2 separate regions of the Triticum aestivum genome follow, and region 2 is linked to region 1. The links are chromatin contacts, called in public Hi-C maps. All regions are on one chromosome and are shown on one strand. The core of a region is the stretch at or near the end of the contact, and the rest is flanking DNA. Distances in the headings are between cores, read along the strand shown. Region 1 holds the start of LOC123097906 (E3 ubiquitin-protein ligase XB3). Region 2 holds the start of LOC123097907 (receptor-like cytoplasmic kinase 176).

Region 1 (6,956 bases), core at 2,446-4,945:
ACTAGCAGTACCGGTCATATAAAATAGCTACCGTTACTGATCATTTGTATTACCACTGTTGGATAACCATTATAAATATATCAGCTAATGTTTCTTTCATTTATTTGATTTAACTTTTTATTTTTTGATTTGACATCTTTTTTAGACAAAATAATTTAATTTAGTTGTGCCAATTCAAATTTACACCATGTTGTTGGGCTTAGAAAAAAGGTAAATAATAAATTAAGTTTTGTTGTGTCGACATGGGCACCAGACACGGTTGCTGACGCCTTGACCTTATCAATCCCCTTCTTCCCTCCGTGTACCAAACCTTCTCTCGCTCACCATGTCTCTTCCAGAACATCGTCGTTGTTCCTCAACTTCGATTGCAATATCAACACGTCAGTTCCTCAGGTGGATCCTCACTGAATCAGACCGCTTAACAGGCAAACCTTTACCAACATGGTATTATTTCAATTTTGAGTTAGTGTTGTTCCTTAGAGACATGGTTAAAGATTGAGAAATTTTAGATTTGCTTGCATCTTGGTTTGCCCGTGACTGAAATCAATATTTCTTTGTTGCTAACAACAAAAGATCAGTCGTCTCATGCAGATGCATACTCTGTTGATATGTTACTGCTCATTTCAGAAGTGTTTGATTCATCCTAGCAAATTCAAGTTAACCTGGGTACAACAATAGATAGACATTTATTTATGGACAACAATAGTAGTGAGCAGGCAATGTAAAATGCATTTCTGTTAGTTCGACGAAACTGACGGTACTTTGTTCTTGCTTCTATATCCTGATTTGGCAATTTTATGATCGGTCTCTAAATATTTCAACTTGCATGGTTTGAATTAGTTTCACATGCTAAAGTATATAGTTTGAACATAGGTATTCCTTAATTTTTCATATAAAAGGTTTAGAATTATTACCCTTAGTGCTTGCTAAAACTCGAAGTTACTAACAAATGCAAAGGTTTCTGTTACAAAAGGTTTAGAATCATTACCCTTGATGCTTGAATTCGGACCTTGCACCTTACTTGGGTAACATAGAGCCAAATGGCACATTTTCCAAATACATGTTCAAAACACTTCGGGTTTGATATGGTCTCTATCCTCGATCAAACATAAAGTTACTATAAAAGGCAAATATTTTTCAACATGAACATGGTTTCAAATGGGTCTCTGCGCCATTTGGTGCACCGGGTCATCTAGTGAGATGAAAAGGTACTAGCACAACTAACTGGCAAAATTGTAAAGACTTCATGATTGCATCTGCAACGTGACTAAACAAATCCCGGCCTACTATGCTCGGCTAATGTTCGGAAATGTTCGTTTTAAGCCCCTACTTATTTATGCATGCTGTTATGCTCCTCATTGATCATTTGCATGTGATTGATGAAGATGAAGAGAAAGAGAGAAAAAAAGAGCTAAGAAAGAGAAAATGTGTTTCGGAGTGGGCCGCATCGTATGTGGCGTGTCGGGATTACGATCCTGACAATGAGTACTAGTGGTACGGATAAGGGGCAGAGCCTAGCTACGGCGCAGGTGTAACACTCGGTGTTTAACGAGTTCAGACCCCTCTCGACGGAGGTAACAACCCTACGTCTCGTGCCCTGGGGATTAGTTTTGCTTTGATGAGTATAGTTACAAAGATTGTTCGACCCTAGCTCAGGAGGTGGAATGCGGGTTATATAGAGTGCGCAGCAGTCCCATGTCCTCCACGCCGCCAGGGCACTTAATGACATTGATTGCGTCAGTTACAGGTGTGTAAAGAGCCTCTACTACAGTAGTTACAGGTAACAGCAGTCTTGACTCTGTCTTAAGGGCGATTTAGGATTCCTCGACCGTTGCAACTCCCACGCTGTCCCTTCAGCTCCAAAGTCCGAGTGATGGTTGTCCAGCCGAGTGACGGGTGGTCGTCCGAGTGCCGTCGAGGCGTCCGAGTGGACTCCTTGATATATGCATCCAAATGCTGGTATGGTCCAGAGACCTACCCATGATGGCGGTGAGCCCCATGTGGGTCCTATATGATGGGTCCTTGACCCTACCTGTAATAGGTGACCTCATCATTAGCCCCCGAATTGGTTGAGGTGTCGTAGGACGAGCGGACCGATCCTTTGGTGAAGTCCGAGTGCTGCTGGGGCACTTGGAATACGTTTCCGAGTCGTGGCTCGCAGCTCCTTAGACGAAAACACAATGGATTCTGGTCTACAAGTTCTCCCAGATGACGGGGTGTTGTTGATCGTCGAGAAAAATCCGGTGGCATTCATTTGTCTCTCGGAGGAGATAGACTTGGGAGCCGAGTGAGGGCATGCCATTACAACTCGAGTGGCAATGCTGGTGCGTGGTCTGATTCTCCGGAGAGATGCCACTCCTTATCCCCGGGGAACGCCAACGAAGGCCTTCTATGAGTCAGGTTTACGAGTCATGCACCTTGGAGCCTACTGAAAGGGCCAAGTCAACCCGCGGAGGGGCGTCAAGCTCGCCTCATAGCAATCCTGAACAAGACTTCAGTCGCGTGTTTAACTCGGTCGAGTGCATGTCCTTCAGGAAAGGAATCGTGGGCAATCAATCTGATTGATCTGCTCCGGAAATCTCGGGATTTGAATTTGTGCGTGCGCGCGTGGAAGCGATAACAACATGCATTAGTGGGGAAAGTGGGGGCGCGGTGCCTCGATTTTCGCCTGCTGAATCAGCCACATGCCACGCCTCTTCTGCGAGACACCCCGCTGCGGGCGCCGTTGATCTAGAAATCAACGGCGCAGGATCTGGTCCAAGCTTTTGTCTAAGATATAAAAGATCGAGGCACCGGGGTCAAGGCCCCAGATCCCCTTCTCTTTCCTTCGGCTCCTCCGCTTCCCTTCTCCACTCGAGCACGCAGAGCATCCGTAGCTATGGCGAAAGACTCCACAGCCAAGGCGGAGCAGGCAAAGAAGGCCGGGAAAGCTTCCTCCTCGGGCTCCGGCGCGACGGCTGGAGGCACGTCGGGAGATTGGATCCCCTCGCGCATCTCGGGCAAGCGGCTGGAGGATCTCGCCGCGGAGGGGCTCATCCCGCAAGACGGGTGTCGCCGCCCGAAGGCGGGGGAGGTTGAGCCGGCGCCCCAGGAGGATGAGCGCGTCCTGCTGGTCACCCACATCGAGAGGGGCTTCTCGATGCCTCCTGATCCGTTCTTCCAGGCATTCCTCGACTACTTTGGTGCGCAGCTCCGCCACCTTCTCCCAAATCCTTCCATCTACCTCTCGGCCTTCATCTCTCTCTGCGAAAACTTCCTGAGTTGCCGCCCCCACTGGGGCCTCTTCAAACACATCTTCACTTGCCGGTCGATGACCGTCAAGAAGGATTCGCCGACTGGCGAGAAGACCCACGTCACCCAACTGTGCGGGGGTCTGGTCATCCAGCTACGGGGCGGCAGCGCCTTCCCAAGAAATGGTTTAGGCCTTCTATAAGAAATAAAATGACATGCATATCAAATCCTATAGAGAAAGAGGTATATCATCTGATTCATAAGGTAATTTCTTTTTTGTTCTTACAAATTCCCTATAAATCAAACAAGGCCTTATCTAGGTGACGGTGACAGTGTGTTTGTAAACATTTCTGCTGAAATATCCTAGCATGCGAAAGGAGCAGTTTATCAAAAAAAAAAAAAAATCTTTCACTCTCAATAAGAGAAGCAAAAGTTTTTTTAAACCACAAGAAAGCGCACGCACTATTAAGCTCTACTCCACCGCGCCCACTCCTCAGCCCACGCTCGTACTCACTCTCCTTCCCCCCATTATTCCCCCGCCGGCCACCGCGGCCGGCTCGCCGGGCGTCCGCCGAGAGGCGCGACGGGCGATGGGGCACGGAGCCAGCTGCGGCCGCCCCAGCGAGGAGGTGGACTTCTTCGGCGCGGCACAGTCCGGCGACCTCGCCCGCCTCGCCGCCGCCGTCAGCTCCCGCCCCTCCCTCCTCCGCCGCACCACGCTCTTCGACCGCCTCTCCGCGCTCCACATCGCCGCCGCCCACGGCCACCTCCAAGTACGAAAGCAGAAACCAATCTGGCACCTTGCGTGGTTCCCTTTGCTGCTGTGTGCTCCTCCCCGTCCAACTTCTGGCCACCCTATGTATCTCCGGTGTGCTGATTCGTCTGTTTGCTTAGGTGGTGTCCATGGCATTGGATCTTTGCGTGGAGCCGGACGTCGTGAACCGCCACAAGCAGGTTTGCCACGCTTCCCCTGTTCTCTTCCCTGTCGCCCCCTTTGTGGAAAGCTTGTCCTCACATCGCGGGACTTTGCCGCAGACGGCGCTGATGCTCGCGGCGATGCACGGGAGGACCGAGTGCGTGCGACGGTTGCTCGACGCGGGCGCCAATGTGAGACTCGGACAGAGCTTTGGCGATTGGGGCTGTTCTTGGAGCTTCTCCTGAACCTAATGGCGTTTTCCGTCTGTGGGTGTACAGATCCTGATGTTCGATTCGTCGCACGGGCGGACGTGCCTGCACTACGCGGCGTACTACGGCCACTCAGACTGCCTCCGGGCCATCCTCACGGCGGCCCGGACCGCGCCGGTGTCGCAATCCTGGTTGGCCCTTCTTCTCAGAGCCGCCATTGTTCGCCGCAACGCGCTGCGGCAGCCGCGCGCTAGCCTTTGCTAATGAGTCATCAGCTATGGTTTTGGAGGTGCAGGGGATACGCGCGGTTCGTGAATGTGCGGGATGACACCGGAGCGACGCCGCTGCACCTGGCGGCGAGGCAGGGCTGGCGCCGCTGCGTCCACGTCCTGCTGGAGAACGGCGCCATCGTGTCCGCCTCCAGCGGCGCCTTCGGGTAAAACTTCTCCCCAAGTCAAAGACCGCCCTTCTCACTCTCAGTACCGAAAATCGCACCTTTTGAGGAAGGCAAAAGCTGCGACATTGATGCGAGCGCTCGCGTTCCTGCAGATTCCCCGGGAGCACGCCGCTGCATTTGGCCGCGCGCGGCGGGAGCCTCGACTGCGTCCGCCAGCTGCTCTCCTGGGGCGCCGACCGCCTCCAGCGCGACTCCGTTGGGTGCGTCACAGCATTTTCTTGCAAAAACACCACTGAATTCCAACACCACAACACCAATTCTTCAGCAAATGATCTCAAGCCATTGTGTTGGTTCGTCTAATCTATGTGGATTGGTTTGTACAGGAGAATTCCATATGAGGTGGCGGTGAAGCGAGGGCATGTGGCGTGCGCGGCGCTGCTGAATCCGTCATCCGCAGAGCCCCTAGTATGGCCTTCGCCTCTCAAGTTCATCAGCGAGCTGGAGCCTGACGCCAAGGCTCTCCTGGAGGCAGCCCTGATGGAGGCCAATCGGGAGAGGGAGAAGAGGATCCTCAAAGGGGCCAAGAATTCATTGCCATCGCCGTCGCATTCAGATGACGGTGCCACCGTCTCCGAGGTACTGACCGGTCTTGCCTTGCAAATTACTGCTACTAGTATTACATTGCTGACCTCACACGCACGAAATAGTTCAACCTAACAGTGGGAGCTTCGCCGTACCGAGCTGCCATTGTTTCTTTCCTTGGCACGCACAATAGTAATTTACTTACTTACCAGCAAGTAGGCAGTACTTATTTTGATCGCTCTCAATCAAGATTGGTTTTCAAGGGTAGCATTATCCCAGAGCTCATCATTGCATTGCTTGTAGGAGTAGCTAACGTGCCGTCAGGTCTCAGCATGGAGCCACTTGCCCCAGAAATGTACCACACCAGGAGTATAATATTTGTGTTGATCCGAGGGACGAATGGCTAACTAATTGGGTGCAGGCGTACGTACCAGTACTAGTTTAACCCTTCTTGTTGGTAATGACAAGTTAGGTGTCAAACCGTGGCAGTGGCAGCGTATGCACGCACCTGCTTGCACGAATTGCCGCACGTCTGAGCGATCCATATGCACGAAACATTATTCAAACGCGATCGCAGTACGCGTCCACATGCACGATCCCGCCTCTGCATCGACATCTCCCTCGTCTGACGGTGCGGATCTTGTTCGGACCGATACTAACTCTGAGGTCGTGCAGGGCGCCGAGGTGTGCAGCATCTGCTTCGACCAGGCGTGCGCGATCGAGGTCCGGGAGTGCGGGCACCAGATGTGCGCGGCGTGCACGCTGGCGCTCTGCTGCCACGCCAAGCCCAACCCGGCGACGCAGAGCCAGCCGCTGCCCACCTGCCCCTTCTGCCGCGGCGGCATCACCCGGCTGGCGGTGGCCACCAGGGCCAAGGCCGGCGACGACGATGACGAGGACGAGGAGGAAGGAGAAGGCAGGCTGGAGTCGCCGCGGCACCGGCGGTCTCGCCGGTCCCTGAACCTCAGCGGCGGCGGGGACGGGGGCAGCAGCAGCAGCAGCCTCATGGGCAGCATCGCGTCGTCCATCGGCAAGATGGGCCGGCGCAAAACCGACAGCAGCGAGCTGCAGGTGCAGGTCGACGACAAGCCATAGCCATGGAATGAAGGCCGAGCCTCTCAGCACTCATTCATTCACTCACCGTGTTATTACGAAGCGTCATGATACGTCGCCAATGATGGAGCTGGCTGCTACTATTTTTGTAGATTATTTTTCTTATAATTTTGGGGAGATTGGCAATTGTTCCATCTGTGTAGATTCGATCCCAAGCTGTAGGCTAGATCCAGTCAGTCCAAATAAGTAAGAGTGCGGTCGTTGCCCGGTAGCCCCCAGCCCCCGTGGAGTTGTTGAAAGGTTGTACATGTCCGGATTCAGAGGGGTTGGCCCGATATGATGATAATGAGAACCCAGTACAAATCCATCGATGTGCTCTCCCTCCATGTAAATGGCCTTTGGCTGGGGCTACGTCGCTCAGGTGTTCCCTTCCTTGAAGGTTGGTTTCTGCAAGTATTGTCGAGTGATATTTGGGGTCCGATTGTGCTTTCTGAATCTGATGGGCACCGCGCTTAGGATCCCTCGAGCGGCAGTACAGACTGGGGACAGTGTTTTTGGCAAGTTTCCC
Region 2 (6,956 bases), core at 2,288-4,787, 400 kb after region 1:
AAAAGTTGACCACTGAGGATATATACCATCAGCTAGGTAGTATCCGTTGTTGTACTGGTGGTCGTTGATCTCAAAGTTGACAGGTGGGGAGTGGCCTTCTGCAAGCCTTGCGAAGACTGGAGAACGCTGCAGCACGTTGATATCATTATGAGAACCTACCATGCCGAAGAAAGAATGTCATATCCAAAGATCCTGCGAAGCCACCACTTCTAATATGACAGTGCATGCTTTAACATGCCCCTTGTACTGGCCCTGCCAAGTAAATGGACAGTTCTTCCACTCCCAGTGCATACAATCTATGCTGCCAAGCATGCCTGGAAAGCCTCTAGCTGTGTTGGTCGCCAACAATCTCTCTGTATCAGCGGCATTTGGCTGCCTCAAGTACTCAGGGCCAAACACTGCCACCACGGCCTTGCAGAACTTGTACAGTGACAGCAGACATGTGGACTCACTCATACGCACATACTCATCCATCAGATCGCCTGGAATTCCATATGCAAGCATGCAGATGGCCGCGGTGCATTTCTGGTAAGAGGAGAATCCAAGCTTGCCAAGGGCATCCGTCTTGCACTCGAAGCATGGGTCATGAGCAACCACTCCCTCTCGGATACGATTGAACACATGCCTTGCCATACGAAAACGGCGACGGAATTTATCTGGCTTGAAGAGCAGGGTGTTCGCAAAGTAATCGGCATAGAGCAGGGCGTTGCCTCTCTCCCTGTTGCGGTTCAGGTTGGGAGCACGGCCAGGGAGTGACCCCCTGTACCGAGGAAGCTGCCGTTCAATGTGGTCGTGAACGACTAGTGCAGCCACCACAAGATCTTCATCACCTGAGGATGATTCGTCCGATGAATAAATGAAGTGGTGGAAGAAAAATTCATCTCCACTGGCCATACCTTTGTGGGCAAAGTGTCAAACACCTTGCGGTCGTGGTGGAAAAGAGGCCGCGATGATCACCACGATGCAGCAGGGGTGGTTGGCGGCCGGCTACTGGCCGCTCTCGAGCACTGGAGGGAAGCTGTCGTGGCTGCCGTGGTCCATAAACATCGTCGGCGGTAGTATCCCCTCTGGCACCAGCTACGACGGCGACGGCCAAAACTCCTACAGAAGCGCGGGCGTGGTGGCGGCCATGTCGAGACGTGGTTTGGTATGGACGGCCGGGGGGTTAGCAGTGAGGAGGCGACCGGAGAATAGTGGCGGCGCCGGCGGCGGGGTGGGCGGGGGAGAGCGGGTGAAGGCGTTGGAAGCGAATGGACTGCTAGTGTCCCCGACAGGTGGGCCACGGGGGGACAAGGGCGTGTGTCGAGCCCGTCCGTGCGATGTCCGTTTCACCCCAAACTCGGCTCAAGTTTGGTCCAGGAATGGGTCGAAAACGGACGAAATCCGGACATTTGTTCGTTTGGGGCCGCGCGTTAGACCGCACTATTCGTCCGTTTTATCCCAAACGGACGCACCCGGACAGAACGGGGTCGCGCGCGGCCTTACACATGACGTGTCCGTCCTCGTTCCTGAAAGCAACAGTAGGATCCTAGGCCCAGCTTGACCCGGCCCGTTGCCCGGAACAGAGACGAGAGCCAGATGCATGCGCACGCACGCCGTGACGGCAACAAGACAGACTCACCGGACACCGTGGCCGTCGTGACGATGCCAACCTGCCGGCCGGAGGCAGCAACGCAGCGGCCCGCACGCTCCCTCTACCCGTCTGGTGGTCGTCGTTACCCGTGCGATACGCACGCCAAGGTGGGACACAGTTAAGTCGCGCTCGGTCGATGCCCGTTGGCCGATCTGATGCTACAGCGTGTCGATAGCCGATCTGTTGCCGTGGCAAGTGGCGATGAATTTCTGGCTCGACGAGTCTTGCTCCTGCCAAGTTAGGCCGTTATTGAAATCTCTCGCTTTCGGGCTGCACTATATTTGACTACGGGAGTTACTGCACTAGATTTTCTTCGCTGTCTGAATCTTGTGTTGGAACATTTTGCTCAGTCAGAAAGCCTTTGGAGAAATAATTTCTTTTATTGCAAGAAAACTTTCAATCTATTCATCTTCAAATATGACAGTACAACGACAACAGAAACGATAAAAACTACATCTAGATCCATGGACCACCTAGCGACGACTACAAGCACTCAAGCGAGCCGAAAGTGCGCCGTCGTCATCGCCCCTCCCTCGCTAGAGCTAGACAAAACTTATTATAGTAGACAGTAAAAAAGTCGTCGTGATAAGGCATCATAGGACTAGCGCAACAGAACAGCAACCACCACCATCGGAAGAAAACTTTTCATGACTCCAGCAACACAAGATGTGTGTGTGTGTGTGTGTTTCTTATAGCACCCCTTTGGGGCAGGAACATTCAACGTTTTTTCGTGTTTGTCATAGCCAAGCAAACCATGTCCGTCTTCAAATGAGGAGCCACATGCCTGTATCTCCGAGCTGGAATCAAGAAAGAAATGTCCGGTAACATAGTCGCGTGCGTAGCTCAAGCTAGCAGCTGACACATACACAACGTACAGAGTACGTTGTGAAAAAGCACAGAGTACAGAAATAGACACGTTCCATTCGCCATAAAATAGCCAGCAAAGCTCAAGGGAGTCAATCCTGTGGGCTGTAGTGCGAGCTAGGCTGTTGGACCAGCAATGGGCGACTCCTTTCTCCAGCGCCGCTGAAAGGGACGCGCTGAATTCCCAACCAATTCTTCTGTTTCCAGGTCTGCTACTATTAAACTAACAGTAGACGGTGCTTATAGCCCAGAAATTCCCACTTAGGCGCTGATCGAGCTGCACTCCAGTTCGCAGTTGCGTATGATTCAGTGCATCCCCACGTGCTTTTCGTTATGACGACTAGTAGCTAGCAGTACTCAGATGAGCCCAACGAAAATTACTAAAGTCTTATTCTTCGTACGTTTGGCTTTTAAAAAAAATACAGGCAAAAGATTTGCCTCATCAGGAAAAGAAGAGTTTGTAGGTACATTCGGCTTTGAATACTAAGCTTAGAACGTACGAAGACATGGGGTATAAACGTACTCAGAGCCGCTGCAAATTTATGGGATCGACAGGAGAAGAACCGCTGCCAACCCACGGTCCCGTTGATGTTGACATGCAGTTATGCACCTTGGCCTGTTGCACAGCGGAAGGCAGGTCGGCCATGCAATCTCTATCGCGTGCTTTAGTTTACATTACAAAACACGAAAGGAAAAAAAAACGTAGTACTCCATCTGCTTGGACTGATAGTCACGTCCCGTTGAAACGTTAAACGGAAAACGTCAACATAATCCCCAAAGGAGGCCAGCGATAAAGATACGGTATCTATCAGGCATGATGTGCATGTACAGGTTCAAAAATGCTGTGCTGAATAGGCCACGCCGGGGCAATCACTATGAGTAGTGGACTACAAGGTCGAACGAACTTAAGTATCATTCTCCTTCTTCGTGACATGGAAGTTTACTCCAGTCTAAATTTTCCAAGAAACCAAATGAATCACATGGACGCAGGCGGAGCGGAGAGGAGGAGAAAAGCCTTGTCGTTCATTAATGAGGCGGCTGGCCTGGCCCCACGCCACGGCTGCTCCCACCACCCTCGCCCGGAGGCAGCAATGATAGATCCTCCAACCTAGCAGGCAGGCAGCGAAGAAGGGAAAGAATGACACCGCTACCCAAAGCAGCCAGCCAAGCCATAGACAACCCCAGTCCTAGCCACTAGCTACAACGAACAAGCTCAGACCCAGCCAGCCTTGTGGCTCCGGTTGGACTGGCCGGTACCGTTGCCGCTCCTGATGGGGAACTGCGCCGGCGTGCAGGGGAACGCCGAGATCAACCCGACCTTCAGTGCTCCCAACACCTCAGGTACTCTACCACTCTACTGCGCTTCGCTTCGCCTCGCTTCTTGGTTGGTTGCATCAGCTTTCCAGGCCCCGTTCAACGTCTGAGCTAGATAACTTCGTGTGCTCTGCTCCTCAACTTCATGTGGCGATTTGGCCCTGTCAATTAGTCGGAGTAGGAATGAGCGAGTTTCTTGATTTTTCTTCTGCTGCACTGTTTGGAACAAGAGTCCAACTTGGGCTGGTTGATTTTGCACGATTTAGTTTTCCGCTTTGGGCTTCATGGATGGCCAAGGCCACTAGTGAGCAAAATTGCACGATTTTACTAAGCGTGAGGCGCGTATGGTTTTGCCCAAACAAAACAAGTAGGGCGAATTTTGCTCCCAAAATGGCAGTGGGATTGATATCTTCAAGTTAGCGTGAGTTTTACCAGCGAAGGAACCGCATCCGCTTGCTTTGCAATCCAGGTAACAATTCCAAGAGCAGCAACAGCAGCAATGCGACTGATACCAGCACTTTTGGCAAGAGTTCTTCGTCGTCGGTGCCACCGACTCCTCGGACCGAGAAGGAGATCTTGCAGTCGTCCAACCTCCGCAAGTTCACCTTCAGTGAGCTGAGAAGCTCCACAAGAAACTTCCGGACTGACAGCCTGCTCGGGGAGGGGGGCTTCGGCTCCGTGTTCAAGGGGTGGATCGACGAGCGCACGTTTACGCCGGTCAAGCCCGGCACCGGGATGATCGTCGCGGTGAAGAAGCTCAAGCTGGACAGTTTCCAGGGGCACAAGGAATGGCTGGTTGGTGACTGACCTTGTTGCACTTCCTCTTGTGCCTGTTTGAGCTGAAGGTTTAGTGGTTTTAATTTGTTTCTGCAAAAAATACCTTGCAGGCTGAGGTCAATTACCTGGGGCAGTTGTCACACCCCAATCTTGTGAAGCTCATCGGGTATTGCTTGGAGGACGAGCAGCGGCTTCTTGTCTACGAATTCATGCCGAAGGGTAGCTTGGAGCACCATCTTTTCAGGAGTGAGTTTCTCAAATGTTATCTTGTGTGATATGCTCATTGTGCACGATACGTTCCATTCGTGCTGTTGGAAATGGGTGAGTGACAGTGCAATCGTACTGCAGGAGCTCCACATTTCCAGCCCCTTTCATGGAATTTACGGATGAAGGTTGCTCTTGAGGCCGCCAGGGGACTTGCTTTCCTGCATAGTGATGAGGCTAAAGTTATATACCGTGATTTCAAGACCTCTAATGTTCTTCTTGACTCGGTGGGCATGCAAATTCAGTCTCTTATCTATGCACTAAGTGGAAGTACAATGAGCTCTGGTCTAAAGATTTGCTTTTGTTGTCCTTCTTTGACTCCATACAGGAATATAATGCAAAACTCTCTGATTTTGGCTTGGCAAAAGATGGCCCGAGTGGCGATAAAAGTCATGTTTCTACTAGGGTCATGGGGACTCAAGGATATGCTGCCCCTGAATATCTCGCAACAGGTAATCTTTCTAACATGCCTTACCAGCTATCTGTTACGACCATATTGTTCCTCTACTATTTTCATGCATCTTAGAGTCATGGATGAAAGGGGGCATTCATTGACACTGCTTGAAAAGGGCAAATGAAGTTCTATTCTTTTCTGGAATTATCTTCTTAAGATGGCTGTGGTTCAATGTTCAAGACATCATTGCTGGCAAGTCGCAGTTTCCGTAGTTTCTATTTGATGCAATGCACTGCTAACAGGATTGAACGAAAATAATCTTCGTAGCAAAGACATTGATGCTTCATGGCGTGCATGCCATAATCCTTTTTAGAGACATAAGCAACTAACACTAGCGTATCTGTCGGATTCACTTGGTTTTATATGGCATGGTTCTTCCTTGTGCTTAGATGCGCCTTTTATTTAAAGGGGTGTGATTCTCTTATAGCAGTGAGGGTGTATAAAATAATCATTTAGCAGCAAAGTGGCTCACCAGGCAAGAGCCACGAAGCAAAGCATGTCTGAACAGTCCATTTTAGATTGACGATTGGTGTTTCATTCATGTGATGCCTATGATTACCAATTTTAAAAAATCTCAAAAGATTGTCGGGGATGATGTATGACACCCTGTAAAAGGCAAAAACACTGAGGCAAGCCATCATGCTAGTTGAAAACTTGAATTGGTACTTTATGCTTTCCACGCCTAAAAAACAGATTATTGTGGAAAAAGGATGACTTGATGTGGAAAAAGGATGACTAGATACTCAGCTGGTCTCATGCACAAACTGCCTAAAAATCAGATTATTGTGGTTAGTTAAACACTTAACACTACGTCTTGGTTCCACATTCAAGTTAGCACACAAATTCCTCTGATCACTATAAATTGCCCCATCTTGTTCTCTAATCCTGATATGCACATACTGTAATGGTAAAAAGTCAATGACGATTTGTATGACTGATTGTGGCTAGTTAATAGTTCCCAATGATGATTTGCATAGTTACATCTTCGATGCACTCATGTAAGCACACAAATTCTTCTGGTCGCTATAATTAAATTGCCTCATCATGTTCTTTACTCTAAATTTGTGCACGTGTTGTAATGGTGAAAGTCAATGATGGTTTGCATGCATCTGACTGGTACAAACTTACATGATTTTCCTCCATATTATATGCAGGCCACTTGACCACGAAGAGCGATGTCTACACCTATGGTGTTGTTCTTCTAGAGTTGCTGACCGGGCAACGTGCTCTGGACAAGAACCGCCCGCCTGGACAGCATAACCTGGTGGAGTGGGCAAGACCTTACATCAACAGCAAGAGGAGGGTCATCCATGTCCTGGACCCACGATTGGGGTCGCAATATTCGCTCCCGGCGGCGCAGAAGGCAGCGGCGCTTGCGATGCAATGCCTGTCAATGGACGCCCGGTGCAGGCCGGACATGGATCAGGTCGTGACCGCGCTGGAAAAGCTCCCAGAGGTGAAGAAAACATACAAGTAGGGGAGGGTTGCTGGTTCCATGTGTACTCCTTTACCTCTCTGGAGCATGCATCATCCACTCCTTGTAAGCAACACTTCAGGGAGTAGAAACAGTGAACAGATGCCGGACTTGAGGGGAAGACTAGCCTTTGAATCTGTCAAGAGAATGTAGAATATATGTCGCCATGTGTACAG

Evidence for each region. A called contact is a pair of places that touch in the nucleus more often than the background predicts.
Region 2: a Hi-C map of leaf shows a contact between it and region 1, with 3 times the contacts expected there. The contact joins the promoter of LOC123097907 here to the promoter of LOC123097906 in region 1. A contact is called at or near these places in 2 of 5 Hi-C or Micro-C datasets (both in leaf) and 1 of 1 datasets of contacts at active chromatin or transcription factors (leaf).

The regions. Positions count from the first base shown.
Region 1 is chr4D:358,739,610-358,746,565 of IWGSC CS RefSeq v2.1, forward strand. It overlaps LOC123097906 (E3 ubiquitin-protein ligase XB3), which reads left to right and starts at 3,696. Exons shown (of 8, transcript XM_044519754.1): 1 at 3,696-4,004; 2 at 4,126-4,185; 3 at 4,267-4,338; 4 at 4,426-4,547; 5 at 4,652-4,792; 6 at 4,906-5,013; 7 at 5,137-5,389; 8 at 6,011-6,755. The coding sequence starts at 3,822. The coding sequence ends at 6,430.
Region 2 is chr4D:359,141,620-359,148,575 of IWGSC CS RefSeq v2.1, forward strand. It overlaps LOC123097907 (receptor-like cytoplasmic kinase 176), which reads left to right and starts at 3,538. Exons shown (of 6, transcript XM_044519755.1): 1 at 3,538-3,838; 2 at 4,281-4,606; 3 at 4,699-4,834; 4 at 4,937-5,079; 5 at 5,181-5,304; 6 at 6,461-6,956. The coding sequence starts at 3,769. The coding sequence ends at 6,783.